Regions from separate parts of the Rattus norvegicus genome. Here regions 1, 3 and 4 are each linked to region 2. Evidence: chromatin contacts called from public Hi-C data. All regions are on one chromosome and are shown on one strand. The core of a region is the stretch at or near the end of the contact, and the rest is flanking DNA. Distances in the headings are between cores, read along the strand shown.

The links. A called contact is a pair of places that touch in the nucleus more often than the background predicts.
Region 1: a Hi-C map of liver shows a contact between it and region 2, with 6 times the contacts expected there. The contact joins two enhancer-like sites. A contact is called at or near these places in 4 of 12 Hi-C or Micro-C datasets (kidney, liver, mammary epithelial cells and 1 more).
Region 3: a contact with region 2 is called in a Hi-C map of the A7r5 cell line, with 8 times the contacts expected there. The contact joins two enhancer-like sites. A contact is called at or near these places in 4 of 12 Hi-C or Micro-C datasets (the A7r5 cell line, the Rat2 cell line, Schwann cells and 1 more).
Region 4: a contact with region 2 is called in a Hi-C map of the A7r5 cell line, with 2.3 times the contacts expected there. The contact joins two enhancer-like sites. A contact is called at or near these places in 3 of 12 Hi-C or Micro-C datasets (the A7r5 cell line, kidney and mammary epithelial cells).

The regions. Positions count from the first base shown.
Region 1 is chr18:31,492,128-31,494,827 of GRCr8, reverse strand. All of the region lies in intron 2 of LOC100911367 (a long non-coding RNA gene), which reads left to right. Among named protein-coding and RNA genes, the nearest start is that of Nr3c1, 120 kb to the left of the region's middle. Within about 2 kb of position 1,342, at least 13 of the 93 cell types and tissues checked have an H3K27ac peak or open chromatin away from gene starts, as enhancers often do. A contact at or near this core is called in liver, where this site is marked.
Region 2 is chr18:31,237,102-31,239,801 of GRCr8, reverse strand. All of the region lies in intron 10 of Arhgap26 (Rho GTPase activating protein 26), which reads right to left. Among named protein-coding and RNA genes, the nearest start is that of Arhgap26, 150 kb to the right of the region's middle. Within about 2 kb of position 1,436, at least 51 of the 93 cell types and tissues checked have an H3K27ac peak or open chromatin away from gene starts, as enhancers often do. A contact at or near this core is called in the A7r5 cell line, Schwann cells and liver, where this site is marked.
Region 3 is chr18:31,465,770-31,468,469 of GRCr8, reverse strand. All of the region lies in intron 20 of Arhgap26 (Rho GTPase activating protein 26), which reads right to left. Among named protein-coding and RNA genes, the nearest start is that of Nr3c1, 150 kb to the left of the region's middle. Within about 2 kb of position 1,364, at least 13 of the 93 cell types and tissues checked have an H3K27ac peak or open chromatin away from gene starts, as enhancers often do. A contact at or near this core is called in the A7r5 cell line and Schwann cells, where this site is marked.
Region 4 is chr18:31,407,038-31,409,737 of GRCr8, reverse strand. All of the region lies in intron 19 of Arhgap26 (Rho GTPase activating protein 26), which reads right to left. Among named protein-coding and RNA genes, the nearest start is that of Nr3c1, 210 kb to the left of the region's middle. Within about 2 kb of position 1,292, at least 17 of the 93 cell types and tissues checked have an H3K27ac peak or open chromatin away from gene starts, as enhancers often do. A contact at or near this core is called in the A7r5 cell line, where this site is marked.

The DNA of each region.
Region 1 (2,700 bases), core at 93-2,592, 260 kb before region 2:
TCTCTCACACACACACACACACCTATACACACACACAGATACCACACACAAACACACATTTTCAAACACACACACAGACAACATACACACAGAAATGTACACACTCACAACGCTCTGTCAAACACACATACACACACAGAGAGATACCACACACAAACATACAGAGAGAGAGAGAGAGAGAGAGAGAGAGAGAGAGAGAGAGAGAGAGAATCACTAAGTAGGCTCCTAGGTGGACCAGGAGTGTCCTCCTGACCTGTAGGCCTTCCTGTCAAGGCTGGAATTTTCACTTTTATCTGGTAGCCTTAATACTGTGAGCACATCACAGACACAGCATCACAGCAGGGCCTCCCAGGGAGGCAAAGCAGATCCACCCACCCATGTCCCTCTAGAGGCCCAGCTATACCACTCCACCCAAGGAAAGGTGAAAGTCTGAACTGGGCGTCTGGTGTTTCTCAAGCCTGTGTTCATGGGGCTGTTGAGCAGGTCTGGGTGTGGACTCGGGGTGTGCTCAGCTCTATGGGCACCCAATTCCATCTCACGGTTAGATTTACTGCCATTCCTGCTTAGAGCTGCCCTGGGGATCCTTTGTGAGAGCTCTGGGGTGAAGCCAGCTCAACACTAAGGCATCACTGTAGGGCCAGTCAGTCAGTGACAGGGTGAATCAGCGGGGGCTGGGAGAGTCTTCTCGTAGAGGACTCTGACAGACATAATTCCTCCCTGTCCTTAGAAGATGTAGTCATGGCTTCTTCTGGCTCAGAAAGGAGAGCAAATGTCAGTACTATAAAAATGAGCTTCGCTGGCTATACGGAGGCAGGCATTGGGCTTTTCTTTGTGTGAGTCAATTCCAGCATTGCTCAAGCCAGGACAGTGTTTGTCCACTTTATATCACAACATACACAGGTTTCTGTTTGCTATCTGAGGCAACTTTTCTAACTGACGCACTCTCCAGTCTCAACAACCAGTCCACATAAAGGAAGGGGCCTCATCCTGGCCTCCAGATAAGGGCTGGGGTAGGAAGAAGTGACACAGAGAAGCTTCTGGAACATGGGTTACAGCCCTTACTCTGCTCCACAGGTTCTATGCTGTCCCATTGTTCCAGGTCAGCGCTGTGGTACTGTAGACCCTGGGTTTATTCCTGAAGCAATCAAACACTCAATCTGATACCAGGCCAGAATACACGGCCACCACCAGAGAGGCTGGGTTGATGCCAAGCCATACAAACCTTGGGACTGGAGGGTAAGGGGCGTGTGTTTTTCTGAAGAAAAGTGAGGTACTCTTACCAGTAGAAAGGGTGCTGGCTGTCAGCAGATAAGAGAACAGCTATCCTCTCAGGGTGGGGGGATGAAGGGCCTTGCCCAGTGTGACAGTTGTGGATGGTGTGAACAGTGGGGTTAGCTGGGGTTAGGTCTACCTTGTTACTTATTAACTCTGTGACTTTGAACAAAGTTGCCTAATCTGGTATTTGTCTTCCTCATGGGCATAATGGAATAACAGCAGGTACCTGGTTCACAGGGTTGGTTTGAGAATTAAATAAGAGGGTGCAGGGGGAAGAGTCAGTGTGAGGCCTAACAAGTCCTAGCAGCTCTGTCACACAGACCTGCTCTGTCCTTTGCCATCCTCTTGAACACCTCAGGTTGGCCCCACACCTGAAGTCAGTCCCAGACTTGAGGTCAGTCCTACTCCTGAGGTAGGCCCCATCCCTGAGGTAGGCCCCACATATCAGATGGGCCTCTCAGGGACTGATAAGCTTTTCACTTTAGGAGTGGAGCCAGTACAAATGGGGTGTTCTCTGTGGCCTGGGACCTCAGCTGTCATCTACTTTGGGGTCCCTTCCCCCTTCACTAGTTCTGACTTTTAGGCTCAAGAAGGAGTTTAAATAGCACAAAATGATCTTTCATGGACACAAGATGATCGGGCTGGAAATACTTCTCGAGGTTCTCGCACAAGAAGACACAAGTCTGTGGGGCTTCCCTGGCCTGAAGTTATGCCCTCAACAGCTGGGGGAAAAAGAAAATGTTTTCAGAATAAAAAATTTTCACAGGCCATATTTCCAGTCAGGCAAACATGGGTGGGCCTCTGTGGGGGCTACTTGCGCAGTGCAGTCTCCAAGGTGCTGGGCCTGCCAAGCTCCAGCTGAAGTCCCGGACTGACCTGAGAACCTAGAGTATGTGCAGAAAGCCCAACAACTGCCGAGCAGACAGCCCGAGATCAGTGAAGCAAAGGTTTCAAGAGGAAAGACGGTTGTCACTCCAACTCACCCAGCTCTCATTCTGTCTCTGCAGAACCAGAGCTGAGCATCCCCAGAGGCTGTGCTCTTGAGAAGCTCTCTGCTCAGAAGACCAAGAGGGGGCTATTGACATCACTCAAGAGAGAGTCAAAGCCCAAACAGGGAAGGACAGCCCTTTACCAAACTTAGAAATGGTCCTGTGTGGGACATACACGCACTGAAACATAGCTGTGTATGAAGGGATTCCTAAAAAAGTTTTTGGAGACCATATGGATTGTAGAAGTAGATAAATTTATGCTGGGCTTATAGGTTTGCCTCATTCCTAGCTTGTGTGACTGCCATGAACAGTTTTATTACCTATTAGGCAGGGCAATTACACTGCTTCATGTGTCTTGAAGATCTGGGGAGGAGAAATAGCGACATGCTGAATACTCCCAGTGAGAAAGAAAGAATATTGTCAACTGAGACTAAAA
Region 2 (2,700 bases), core at 187-2,686:
ACCTATGCTTATGCCATAATGCTACAGTGGCCTTATCTGTGACAAGCGTATGTGCCCTAGAGTCCAAGACTATCAACTTGGAGAGAGGAAGGAAGGGAGTAACCTTCCACGTACTCCCTAAGATGTTTTCCTCAGCAGCTTTGAATCAATAAGTTAGTAAGAGTCTGATTCTAATGAATGAATGGATCATAATCAGCAAAAGCCTACAGCACTCACCTCCTGAGAGGAAAGATTGGAGACCGAGGAGGACCCTGGCAATAGGGACAGTCCAGAGAATAATCACTGCCAGCCCCATCAGACAGCTTCACACAGAGTTATTTTGAAAGATTTTAAAGTCCTAGAAGACCAGATGAATTTCTAGCTTGTTAAACTTCATGGCCCGTGAACATAACTGCTACAGCAACAGGCACAGGTTACCACAGTACACCAGGAAAAAGCTTTGCTGACTAATGGGACGGGCGCAACGCAAAGTAACAGGAACCCTCGTTACCACTACTGAAGGCGAGCTGAGCAAAGCCCTCCTTACGTTGCCTCATCCACCACCCTCTGTGCCACTAAGGTTCTTTGGTCTCATGATGAACAGAGCAGGTGGAATTTACTGCTTCGTTGCTCTCCCTCTTGAGAATTATGTAATAACACATTTTTGGTGTTGAGTTGTTTTTTAAGCCCTACATTGAGAAGCTGGCAGATAAATGTGTGCACTCACCAACACATTTCACTGCACTGATTAGAGGACGGACGGCCGTTGCCTAGGTCGCCCTCCCATCCACTCCTCTAGCCAGCAAAACCCACTCCTACTTAAAACAGGTTCAGATAGCCAACGCTCTCACTTAATTAGAAGGCAAAACGAACAGACAGCTTGCTATCTATCCCTAAGAGCCAGGAAGCAATTCAGAAAGAATGATGCCCATCCCCCACTGGCCACTCCACCCCTGGCCATGCTGTCAGAGCAGCATAACACCCTCTGAGGAAGGAAAACCCATTTCCTGCCTGAAAGGTCAATGGCATAGAGACCAGCACTCCAACCCAACCGGCAGGAAGGCAAAGTCAAGTAGCATTTCAAACAGGCAGCGAGAAGGGGAGGGGCGGGAAGACTGAAACCAGGAAAAACAGTTCATCCGCTCTGTGGCTCTGTGAGATAAAGACTGTAATGGGACAGAGAGGCCTGGTTCTCTGCACAGGCTGGACAGAAGGACGAGTCTGCTGTCCTCACATGCATCATCCCGAAGCAAAGAATCTAGCATCTTGGTTCACCCAGCTAAACTGCCATATTTAAAGAGGCCTGACAAACTGGGCGGGCCAGCTAGTTGTTGCCAGAAAGTAGGTATGAACGATCTGTGAAAAGGGTGAGAGGAAGGAACTTCAAGAGAAAGAATGACTCACTGAAAATACTCTCTGTCTTAAGTAGTAATAGCCATATAAACTGTCGCTTCTACAGAAACCACACACGCAGCTGTCTTCGAATTACCAGTGTCTAAAGGACGAGTACACTTCATAGACCCACGAGCCACCAATGCACGTGCAAAACTGCCACCTAGAGGCCGAACACTCAAACAGCCTGTTACGTAAGATGGATCGATCCTCGTTGGAAAACAATCTCAAGAGTCACACAGTTTCACAAAGACACTCAAAACGACCTATTCACCATACTCATACCAAGCCAGACCGTAAACTACCTTCATTTAAAATTAGAATGGTTTCCTGGGGAGATCATAAACTGAATGTGGACATAAAACTTCCTCTTTTGTGGGAATCAAGTTAGGAAGCACAGCACTGCCTTCAGAATCTCCCCCTAGTGGGCCTTCTTCACAGGAACCCTTCCAGTGCCTCAAGTCACTCTCATATAAATCGACAAGGCTATGGGAAAAGAAGCAAGCTTACCGCAAGGCAGTGTGGAAGGACTTTTAGCAAAGGTAAGGTTTACCAGGAGAAAAATTAAGTCCCATAGTTCGGAGCATACAAAAACATTTACACACGTGGGACACCATCAGAGAGGGACACTGCTATATCCCAGCTTCAAAACAACCCCGGCAGTCACAACCAGCACCATCTTAGTACCAGTCCTGTGGCTAGTGAGAGTCAGTCCTGCCTTCAAACCTAGGGCTCCCTCTATCTCTTATTCAACCTACAATATGCATCCTTCTCTGAAAATACAACTTGGAAAGATGCTTGCTGACTGGAAGGTACTAATTTTTTTTTTAATTCAGATCTTCCATAAATGTCTAGCTTCTGTTATTCTGGCTTCACTTATACTACCATATCTCTACACAAAAGCAAATTATGTGTGTACTTGCTAGAGCTTTAATTTAATTAGCAGCTAACTAATGTTCTCTAGTCTCATTACTAAACTCCCAGAGGAAAAAATAAATAATGCAATTTCAAAACTGTACTCACCATAAAAAATTAATATTGGGCAATCATATACAATAGTGCTATGCTAAAGGCTGCAAGAAATTATGGTCTTTCTGCCTCTAAAAGCAAATCATCTGAGATAAACAGAATTAAACAGAAGTACCCAAAACATTTCAAACTGAACAGCTAGCCAACCAATACAAAGAAAATGTGTTACCTGGCTACTACAGGGAAGTGGCTACTACTGTGGGGAAGGAGGGCGCAGAATTGGCAGAATGTGTGTGAGAGAGAGCTGAGAAAGGTTCAGGAAAACTAGTTCACAACTGCTGATGCAGCATCTGCAGGAGA
Region 3 (2,700 bases), core at 115-2,614, 230 kb before region 2:
GGCTCAGAGGCCTGGTCTAATCTGTTCCTGTGGTAATACCACAGAACAATTCAAAAGGATTTACAAAATAGTTTAAAATTCCTTCTTTATTGAGGAAATGCCCGTAGCCTCCTAGCTCATCTGCACGGGAAGCATAGTCTGCGAATACAATATGGCTTCGGAGTGTTGTTCTGTACCCTCAGACAGCTCAGCAGTTCCTGGCCAGGAAAACATGGCTGAAATTATCTGTGGTGGGGGTTGGGGGTAGAATGCAGGGCAATTGTAACTTCTGTAAGAAAGAAGTGTCTTTTCACGTCTCTTGTCAACTGCCACAATATTAACCGCTCTCTTTAATGTCTAAAAGCATTTTATTAGCTTGTTTTAGTCATAGCAATAACATTTATTTGCTATGAAGTGACCAGAATTTAAAATCTATTACCACTGTGCTGGCGTTCATATAGTAATCATGCGCACACACACACTGTACAGTTCTTTTTATGATCTTTTCAACTACTAAAGCAATTATGCTTTTCAGTTTATACTTCAGAGGCAAGTCATAGATGTCCCTGTCAATAGCACCAGCACGCATTTTGATATGCTGAAGAGTGCTTACAACAACAGAAGGGTTGTACACATAGAAGTGATCCTCCAAGAGACACTGAGACATTCTCCTTTAGTTTTGATGGAATTCATACAGCATATAAGGAGGGACTTAAAATGAGCAGAGATGGTGATGGTGGTGATGATGATGATGGTGGTGGTGATGATAATGGCAATGATGGTAGCCCATATGTGTATAACCATCAGTTTCCTCTTTACTACAGCAACAACTGGCTATAGGTTATTTATTAAAATGACAAGAATTAACAACAAACAAACAAATAAAAACAAGTCTCTCACACTGTTACAATCCCAAACAAATCAGGCTGACAGAAAATGGTCAATTTCACCTTCGGCCCTAAAACCTCCAATAAGAAATTCTGGATTCTTTTCCCACTAATAAAGCCAAACATAACAAACAATAGAGGTTAGAATGGGAGGAAATAACTTTCTAACTAGAGTTTTAGCAGATGACCCCTATAAAGGCTTCTTACAGCCCTCAGCCCAGCTGGGTAGTTCCCAGTTGAGTATCCCAGCACATTCTTCACGCTAAATACTCCTGGAGTCCTGCCAAGCCTTCATAGGCCCAACTGTGGCAGTAACGGCTTTGACTTCAGTGGGGAAGGAATATTTGCCGGGCTGGTTTGCATTCATTTGGAAGGCTTGCATCGGCTATAGTGTGCTGGCCCATGGTGCCCTCAGGAGCAGCTCTCTGCCTAGGCTGTTCCTGTGACATCCAACACAGTGAAAGAGTTACAGTTTAGGCAGAAGATAAGCGGAAGGCTTGGCAGCGTGTGAGCTTGTGGCGGATAGTTCAAGTACAGTGTGGTAATGTCATCAGCTTGACACGCTGTGTGGTGAGTCACTTGAAGGATGGAGTCTGTGGTGTACCCGCCACAGCTTGTACTTGCCAAGCTGGGGAAAGCATTACCTGGGCAGGTTCCCAGGAGAGACAGCAGACCCTTTACATCGTCAGTCAGGGCTTGTGTGAGGGGAAGGGTGCTCTGACTGCAGACATAAGCTCACCGGTAAGAACAAAGTTTATCTTGGACGAGGGATGTAGGCCATAGCGTGTTTTATCTACAACATGCAAGGCCCTGGGTTCAATCACAGTATGGGAGACAGAGAGGCAAGAAAGCTTACCCTTCCAAATTCTTATAACCAGATTATGATTTTGTATAAACATGGAAACACACTTTAAAAAGAACAGTGGTGAAGTTACATATAATTTACAGAACTGATCATCACTTTACATCTTAGCCAATGCCTTCTGACTTTTTGGGATCAGCATAATATTATATACATGGCTATTAGGTCATTGTGTTGACGTTGTTGTTACTCAATATAAGGATTTCCATTGTCATTTAATAGGCTCTGGGGCATCTTCAGTGGCTACAGGGCATTGTGCTGTACGGTGTACCCAATTTATGTAGTCATTCTGTGTGCACATCAGGTCGCTAATCCCCTGTCAGCTGGTATAAATAGCGCAGCCATCACATCCTTATAGAGGATCGCTGCCGGTGTGTCACGGATTGTTTCCTTAGCATAAATTCCTGGAAGTAACATTAGTGGGTAAAAGGTTAGGGATCTTTTTTAAGGGTCATGCTATATCCTGCCAAATAGCTTTTCAAAAGAGATCTGGTGAGCGCATTCCAGCAGCACTGAGCACTGTCCTGTCGAGAAGACAGCTCGCTTCGGTTTAAGGTTGGCTTAGATTCCCCAGCCCTTTCCTCGTATGCCCAATGATGTACAAATGAGTGTGATCTCCTCTCAGTGCTCTGATTCTACTTGGAAGCAGTATTAATCTCTCTAAATTATATTAGCATTATGCTAAGAAGTCAGGAAAGCACTCGGACAGACGCACAGCCACACCTACGGGCACTGAATACCTAGGTGAGGGTGGGGCGGAGTCAAGAGAAACGGGAGGAGTGAGTATTCAGCTAGCCCAGAAGAAGACTAAATAGAAGGAAAGAAGAGAGGATAAAGGCTTCTGAGCCAGCATCGCACTGTGGAGACACTTGCATTTATTCCTCAGTCAGACGTGGCCCATGATCTGAAGGTTAGAGTTCAGGCCCAGGCTAGGGCAGACCTGCAGGGATTGATACTGAAGCCATTATGGCC
Region 4 (2,700 bases), core at 43-2,542, 170 kb before region 2:
GCTTGGAATTGAACCCGGGTTCTCTGGGAGAGCAGCCCGTGCTTGTAACCACTGACCAGTTGCTGGAGTCTCAGAGTGTGGGTAAATCTGTGAAATGGGGAGAGTGAAGACTGCCCTGGACAGCTAGCTCGTGTGCTGTCATGAGGATCAACTGGGATCATACGCAGGAATGTGTCTTATAAACACTGGAATACTGCTCGAAGAGAAGAACTTTCTGTCTCTTCTCATCTTAAAAGCCTTGGACACATGGTTTGGACTTGAAAGATGTGAGGGATGATGCAGCTAAACGGCCTGGGTACCCTTTGTGGAGCAGCATGTCACAGACCTGGAATGTCTGTCCCTTCCCTCGTTCTAGACACACTGGAGTAGAAGCAGATGATTTTACTGGAAATTATTTCATTTGCCGAGAAATAAGTGGGTTAATTCTTCTGGAGCCTTCATATATGAGTTAGAGGCATGCTCCATCTCCAAGGGACAGACTGACATGATCATTTACAGAGGAACATTTGAACTCAGGTCTCTTTTAGTCAATGAAGGAGTGAGAACATTAAAATCTGCCATTCTTTGGGGGCTGGAGAGGTGGCTCAGTGGTGAGGGAAGGGGAGGGGCAGAAGGAGGAAAGAAGGGAGAGAAGTGAGGGGGAGGGAAGGAAGGAGTGCAGGAGGTGTACTAACAGGGCTAGTGATTAGGAACTTACTACCAAGAAGGAAAAGAAGTCCTGTGGCATACACAGTGACTACTGAGGAAGCAGATTCCACACCACAGCAGAAGGGGATAAGCCTCACCGCCCCAGGACCACAGAGGAGATGGCTGAGAACTTCTAAGGAGAAAGTTTTCTGATATGCTGACAGTAAGTAGGAAGGTGGACATGAAAGTAAAGATTGTTCCAGAGAAAGGGTCGGGGAGTAAAATCAAAAGCAAACTGGATGTTACAGTGGTTCTGCCAAACTGCACCAAGACAAACTTGAGGGCATTTGGAATAAATTAAGAAATGAAGAGAAAATGACTCAGTCATGTTACTTAAGACAGGAAGCCCCGCCCCTGTGGGCAAATGAGTACCTGATCCTCAGAGTGAAGTAGAAGGGTAGAAGACATCCTCGGGATGAAAGGGTACCACCCTTCACGTAGTGAGCTGGACTTCTGAGTCCACCATGACTCAGGCCAGTTCTGGCTGCCCCATTAGAAGTTAGAAATGGGCCATCTAGCTTCCTGGAGGAAAGGGGGTTACATGCTAGTGGACTTCAAAAGAGAGCAGCCACCAGTTATGAGTCACACTCCCAGGGTTGCTCCTCGGTTGGCTAGAGTTGGTAAGAAGGTTCTCCCTAACAAATCTGTGGTCAGTGATTGCCTCTTTGTGTATCAGTCACCAAAAGCACAGGAACGGGGAAAAGGGTAGATTGACAGTTATAACTATGAATCAGGAATATGCTGGGTACTTTTGTGAAAATATATTTTAAAGCGCTGAGAGCAGATGTAGAATTGGTCCTTAATGACTCAAACTACTCAAGTGTGAGCATAGGCTATCTGGCCATACAGTGTCTACTGAAATGACCTATGAGGTCAGAGGTCACCCACTTTTCTGAAGAATGGCCCCATGCATTCTGCACACCAAAGGCCCATGGATAGCCACACATTAAGCAAGAGAACATAATATGCAATCAACGTTTCTTCTGCTAGAATGGAGAGGGGTAGTTTTGTGGAACTGGATTTTGCAGGTGCTTCAGACAGGGACCTTAAAATCAAAGCATTGGTGACAGTGGGCAGCATTTATGTTTTCTGTACAAATCAGGAGCGGAAAACACAAGTATGCGACCAAATCACAGCGACTAAAAATGGAAAGCCACAGAGTAATTTTGGTGATGTTGTACTTGTTCTGAAGTTGCCATGGAAATGAGGAAGCTAAGCTCCTGCACTCCTCATATTTACTAAGCGACTTTAACTCTCTCTAATGGCAACTCTGTCCAGCACAGGAGGCGGGGTCTGTTTATCACAGAGCCAAACCCAATGCACAGGTCTTGGCAGGCTTGAACTCGCCTGGCCCTCTGAACACAGAGAACTGAAGGGTAAACATGAAACACAGATCCCCGTCTCTTCACAGGACATTTCCCACTCTGCAGCAGCCTGTCAAAATTTGGGCTAACATGCTATTTTTCCACAACATCAAAAAACCAGAGGACCCATGACTCTGCACAGACAAATCTCCCAACCCCACCGTCTCCACACTCACACGTGAGGAGAAAAGGGAGTTATCAGACAGCAGCTCTGCGAAGACTCAGAGTTTTATACAGAGAACAGGGAGGCACAAGCAAAACCCCCCAGAGGCATTCTCGTGCTGTAGCTAGGAGAGAGAGGAACACTCTCCGCTGCCTGTTAGAGTTTTGCAATGAAGTCTGCAATGCATCATCTTGACAAGATGGGATGATAATAGCATGGCAGCTTAATGAATTTTGCAATAAAAATGATGAATGCACAGCAGTTTCTGAATTTGCCATCTCTGGGAAACACCCAAGTACATGGGAAGCTTAGGCCCAAACGCCGTGACCGTGCAGTGCAGACCCCACCCCCCTGATAACAGAGCAGACCACGCTGGAAGAAGAGCCAAGGTGGTCTGATTTCCTGCTCACTCAGTCACGGTCCCTGTGATAAGAATAATAGTATAGACAGTCTGTGCAATACTTTAGATAAACAGTATCTCGCACA